2 separate regions of the Danio rerio genome follow, and region 1 is linked to region 2. A link is a contact called in public HiChIP or PLAC-seq data. All regions are on one chromosome and are shown on one strand. The core of a region is the stretch at or near the end of the contact, and the rest is flanking DNA. Distances in the headings are between cores, read along the strand shown. Region 1 holds the start of atad5a (ATPase family AAA domain containing 5a). Region 2 holds the start of atp2a1 (ATPase sarcoplasmic/endoplasmic reticulum Ca2+ transporting 1).

Evidence for each region. HiChIP or PLAC-seq counts read pairs in DNA pulled down with a chosen protein or histone mark.
Region 1: an H3K4me3 HiChIP or PLAC-seq map of gastrula embryo shows a contact between it and region 2, with 2.6 times the contacts expected there. The contact joins the promoter of atad5a here to the promoter of atp2a1 in region 2. A contact is called at or near these places in 1 of 18 Hi-C or Micro-C datasets (caudal fin) and 3 of 4 datasets of contacts at active chromatin or transcription factors (caudal fin, embryo and gastrula embryo).

Annotation. Positions count from the first base shown.
Region 1 is chr3:24,979,517-24,982,575 of GRCz12tu, reverse strand. It overlaps atad5a (ATPase family AAA domain containing 5a), which reads right to left and starts at 1,329. Exons shown (of 23, transcript XM_003198109.6): 1 at 973-1,329; 2 at 685-757; 3 at 1-574. The coding sequence starts at 735. ppp4ca (protein phosphatase 4, catalytic subunit a) reads left to right here and starts at 1,700. Exons shown (of 9, transcript NM_001110414.1): 1 at 1,700-1,796.
Region 2 is chr3:24,880,029-24,882,938 of GRCz12tu, reverse strand. atp2a1 (ATPase sarcoplasmic/endoplasmic reticulum Ca2+ transporting 1) reads right to left here and starts at 1,335. Exons shown (of 22, transcript NM_001007029.1): 1 at 1,218-1,335; 2 at 272-289; 3 at 35-117. The coding sequence starts at 1,335.

The DNA.
Region 1 (3,059 bases), core at 80-2,579, 100 kb before region 2:
CACATTCCTTACTCTCTTCACAGTCACCTTTTGCCTTACGGTTTCTCCTCAAGGCAGATTTTTTGTTCCCACCATCTTTTTTTAACAACGGTTTCTGTTCAGAAGTTTCCACAGACTTATTAACAGTCAGAGTACTTGAATCATCCTCTGTGGCATTTTTCCTCAAGTTGGATTCTTTCATATCAGGACAAGTTCTATCTGGAAGTCCAGCAGTTTCACTTTCCTTTGAATCACCGGGACTCTCAATAAGCACAACATCATCTGTGACCACCTGTGCATCCTCCTCTTTAGATTTCTTCTTGTCTTTAGTCTTCCTGGTGCGCTTCTGCCCTCGTCCTCGAACAGGTTTCCCTGAGACTTCTTGACTTACTTGCTCTGAAGAATGCGGCGAGTTTTCTTTAGCTTTCAGAGAGCAGTTTTTTATTTCTGGTGCAGGCGAGGTCTTCTTGAAGAAGTCCATGATGTTGTTGGATCGAGGCGGTGAGAACGGTTTCTCCACTATCTTGGGTGCAAAGTAGTTAGTGATAGTTCTGACAGATGGTGCATCGCCATCCTTTCTCATTTTTTTGCACGGCTGGAAAAGCAACAATTTTAATTTAATATAAATATTACACTTTTCTGATTATATAACTAAAACACAGCCATAACAGATTAACAGTTACACATTATTAATAAGACACATACCTGACCCTCGAAATCCTCCATGACAGCTGGCAATGCAACAACCCCAGCCATCTTTCACCCTAAAACTAAAGATCTGCATTTAAGAAGGATTTTAAAAGAGGTTAAACGCGAGCACGCCAAACAAAAGTGTCATGAAAGATTTAAAATGTTATTATAAATGTTATAATTCATAAACAGCTACTGTAACAGTTTGGGTGAATGTTGCTTAATATGTTAGCATAACGCTGGTAAAAGTGTAAGTTAGTCAAAGTGTGTTTGAAGAAATGTATTTAAATTGCAGACACTCACCTGTTGTTTTATTTCCCTCGGGGATCTGCTGATACATAATCCATGAATTACAGTGAAGAGTGCATAAATATGAATCCAGCAACGACTCCGAGTAAACACAAAGCCTATCTATCGACACATTTACCAAACAACGATATACTTCCCGGCGAAAACAAGCATAACGCGTTGTAAGAACCAACCCACAAACCCGCTCCGCGTGGAAAATTACTTTAAAAATCTGAAGTGCGCTTGAACCTAATATTAAGACCCCATTTTCTGTTATAATGTAGGTTTTGGGGTAGTTGAATTGTTTTCGACAAATGGCGCCAAACACCATGGACGTCTTTCGCCGCGCCGGTTCGGCCAATCACAGTGACTGTCGTCATGCAGTCTGAAACAGGAAAAAGCGCATTGTCGAATTTCAAAATAGTATCATCCTTATGAATTTATATCTAGAGAGCAAACAAGTCTTTCTCGGTGTAATTTCTCTTAAAGGAGTTATTCTGTCCTGTTAACTGCAATTAAGTTCGACCATAGGGAAAACTATTTCTTATATCCTCACTCACGTGCCCCAAGATTTAAACGATTCGTTTATCATGACAAAATATTTGATTATTTTAAAACAAATCTTATATTACTATCTTACTCAATAGTAGGATATACACACAGGTCATTAAATACAACGATTAAAGGACGGTGATAATATATAAAACAAGAGGTCGGTACCTTTATTTTGAAAGACTAGCCGAAACAATGTTTGCAGCAGGCTTTAAAGGCCTTTTCCCTTTCCCAACATCTACAAAAGAAACAACGAATGCCTGAACGAGATTAACCTAAAGCCCAAGGTATTTATTTGCATTTCGCCTTAATTTTAATGTTTGAAATTTAATCATTATATTAGTTGTATTTTAACTCAAAATGTAGGCAAATAGGGCAGAGTTGTGACTAGCATTGACGCTAACCGCTTTGTCCGTGCCGTGTTATGTTTTAAGTTACTCCAGGTTTTGTAAATCGATTAAAAGTTCAAATGTTTGTAATAACAATAAAATTTATTTAACGTCTGTCAGAACTTGTGGCTTAGTCTCTTCGGGAACTGGGCAAATTCTGGTAGTGTAAATGGTTTTATTTGTTGATATTTTGTTTATTTGTATATTCAACTGTTATTATTATTATTATGTCTTTTATTTATAGCATATAGTATAAAGCAATATAGCATTAACAATTACTATGTATAAATGAACACCAGAAATCATCACGCATTTAAGTCAAGTAGCGTATTAATGTACCGGTTTACGAAAAAATTAAGTTTTCTGTGAAATTATTTTTATATATATATATATATATATATATATATATATATATATATATATATATATATATATATATATATAAAGAATCATCAAACATAAAAATACTTGCATGCCATTATATATATATATATATATATATATATATATATATGCATATATATATATATATATATATATATATATGCATATATATATATATATATATATATATATGCATATATATATATATATATATGCATATATATATATATATATGCATATATATATATATATATATATATATATATATATATATATATATATATATATATATATATGCATATATATATATATATATATATATATGCATATATATATATATATATATATATATGCATATATATATATATATATATATATATATGCATATATATATATATATATATATATATATATGCATATATATATATATATGCATATATATATATATATATATATATGCATATATATATATATATATATATGCATATATATATATATATATATGCATATATATATATATATATATGCATATATATATATATATATATATATATATATGCGTTTAAAGTCCACCATTTAATAATTTGTCAAAAAATTTGATTACTGATGTCTATGTAAACACAGTCACTGTCTTTTTCCCCTATGTGTGTATGTGACGGCTGCGGCTCAGAAATAATTAATCTCAGAATAAATTGTCATCATATTAAAAACTATTTTGATCCATGTATAATTTTGATATAATAATTATAAGTATTATTAAATAACAAAAATATATTT
Region 2 (2,910 bases), core at 86-2,585:
ACATTGTGTGGTTATGTGGTTTCTGTTTACTTACAAAAGAGATGCAGGCGGCCAAAAGCAGAATCCTGACCAACAGATCTTCAAACTGCTCCACCACCAGCTCCCAGATGCTCTTACCTAAGGAAGAATGTAGTGGTTGAATTATTTATATAGTCAATCTTGACACAGGTTGACTTAAAACATACATAAAAAGGCATGTTTTTAAAAGGAATTCACTTTCAGTATGCATAAAATACAACATGCTGATAGTTCAAAGTCTATAAAGTTTTACCTTCTTCAGCTGGCAGCTCTGTGATTGGTCGGTTTGGTCCAATTGAGAAGATGAATGGAGGGGAGGAGATTAGAAACAGAACCATTAGAGTTCGCAGTCGGTACCTTTCACATCAACAACCAACATAACCTAGTGTATTAAATTAGGCATTCATACTGTTCTTTCTGACATGAGCTGAGCTCACACATAAGACTGCTTTGCTAATAATCTAGTCATTCGTCCTGTTTGACCTTCTGTTCAAGGCTCAAAATGGCCCCTGTGTTTAGCTGTCACTTTCTTGCTTCTTTTTCAGAAGTGATCTCTCTTACCTCTTACACCTTTCAATCTTGCTTTTGCAACCTAACGTTATTATTCAACATGGGCAGCGCATCTTTTCTGGCCTATTTTGTCTTTAAAGGGATAGTTCACCCAAAAATAAACATTCTGTCATCATTTACTCACCCTTCACTTGTTCCAAAAACAGTTTCAGTTTCTTCTGTTTAACATAAAAAGAAAGCTGAAAACCTCTAACCACTAACTGTTTTTTCTAGTATGTAAGTCAATGATTAGAGGGTTTTTTACAACTTTTTAAAATTGAATATCTTCTTTTGTGTTTAACAGAAACTCTTAAAGGTTTGGAAGCACTTGAAGGCAAGTAAATAGTGAGTACATTTTTATTTTGATGGTGAACCACACCTTTAGAGCTACCTAAAAATCTACCAAAAAAGCACTTTGGGGATTTATTCAGTCTCAATTTTAAGTAGATATTATTAATATTATAGTTTAATTAATTAATTACAACTAACATCTACATGTTTTACAAAAACATTTAAAATACTAAAGTTCTTGACACCTCTAAAATAGCTTGTTCTGTCAAATTCATCCCAACATTGTTTTACAGTGATCAACCATCCATCCATTCATATTCTTTCAGATGGCTCCGTCAGTTTGCCCATGCTTTCCTCACCGTTGAATCCGTACTTGGCTTGGTTCTTCTTGACCTGTTCTGGTGTGAGGCCTGTGGACTCGCTCACGCCGAAGTAGGCCAGGCATTCTGGTGTCTCCTTGGTGTGTGCGTTCTCCATCCTGTCTGCTCAAAGGGGAGACTTCAATAAAACAACACAAAAAAAGGATGAGTTACTTTCCCTCTCAGAGAAATGCAGACAAATCCAAGTACTAAGCTAACATATCCAGTCGTTATATTTTGCTTTAAATGAGAAGTTTGAGGGTACGCACCAACACTTTTTTAAAAGTGAAGGATAGGGACAAAACAGATGGCCCCTTAATACTCTCTCCCCTCTCTCTTTCTCTTTCTCCTCTCCTCCCTCTGGAGCGCAGGGCTGACAGAAAGTGCGAACTTCCACCCATCTCCGTAGAGTTTTATAAAGACACCAGGCTCACCATCGGCCAGGGCACACCCAGCGGAGGCCCCCTATTGGCCGAGACCAGACAAATATGGTAGGGAAGGGGCAAGGCCTTTGGAAGAGGGATGAAGGGATGTGATTGGAGCAATTGGGCGACAACTGGAGTGGGGGTGAGCAGCCTTGAAAGTGGGGTTGAAATTGGGGTCTGTTTTTGGAACACGCAGCAACAGTAGGATGGAGACGGTGAATGGGGAATTGTGGTGTTAGCATGAGTGACAGCTCAAATGGTTTTGGGATGTTAATATGCAGTAAAGGATGACCGAGGGCTTGGCTTTTTGTGGGGATTAAACATGTACAGGACTCTGTCATAATTATGTGGTGCAGGATTAAAATGTCTAATGTGGAGGCATGTTTAAACGTATACGAAGACTGTCAGGTCACCATCCTTAGAGAGGATTAGCACCTGGGATGAACTGCAGTGGAAAAAAACTCAGTGTGTGAGGGTAAAACAGTATTTCAGACATGGCAAATGTGCTGTAAAACAGACTGAGGAGGGATTCATTGCAAGAGTGCGGAAAGAAAGAGGCAAAGAAAGGGCTGTTAAGATCGAAATGGAGAGATTATTAGAGTCTGAATGTCCCCAAGTTTATAGATCTTTTATAGTGTTGACAGATTGTTTGGATGACTCGACAGAGATGAATGACTGGTCAGAGATTTTTCGCTAAAGCAAATCAGAGACAGGAAAAAACCTGCATGTGATTTTTGTCTATTAAATTCCTGTTCACTTTTTAGCAATGTTCATTTCAAATTAAGTTCTTTGAGCTGAAAAAAAATTGAGTTAAGGAACATTAAACAATTGATAAAGTAGGAAAACAGGATGTATATATTCGATATATGTATGTTTTTCTCCTCTTTAGTGTGTAATACAAATCTTCAGTTGCTTATTGTGTGAGAGGAGGACTGATAACTTGCTTTAGAGGGAGGATTATGTCATTATTATGTCAAATAAACTTCAGACTTCATGACTTCTTCCTTCAGACTAACATAACATGATCGCTTTTAATAATTCTAGTAATAAATGGTGTATCGTGGGTTTTGGCGCACATATAAACACATTATAAGTCCATCAGATGGGTAAGCTGCTGTTCATGCCTACACGAAGGGCTTCAGCTGCTGCTTTGCCCTTTGACCTTTTGGATCGTTTGGGCTTGTAGTTTCCAACAGCAGGAACATTTAATTCCTGGATCACATTTTCTGATAATGTTTTCATCCATCCGCATTTACTTTCACCGTTCA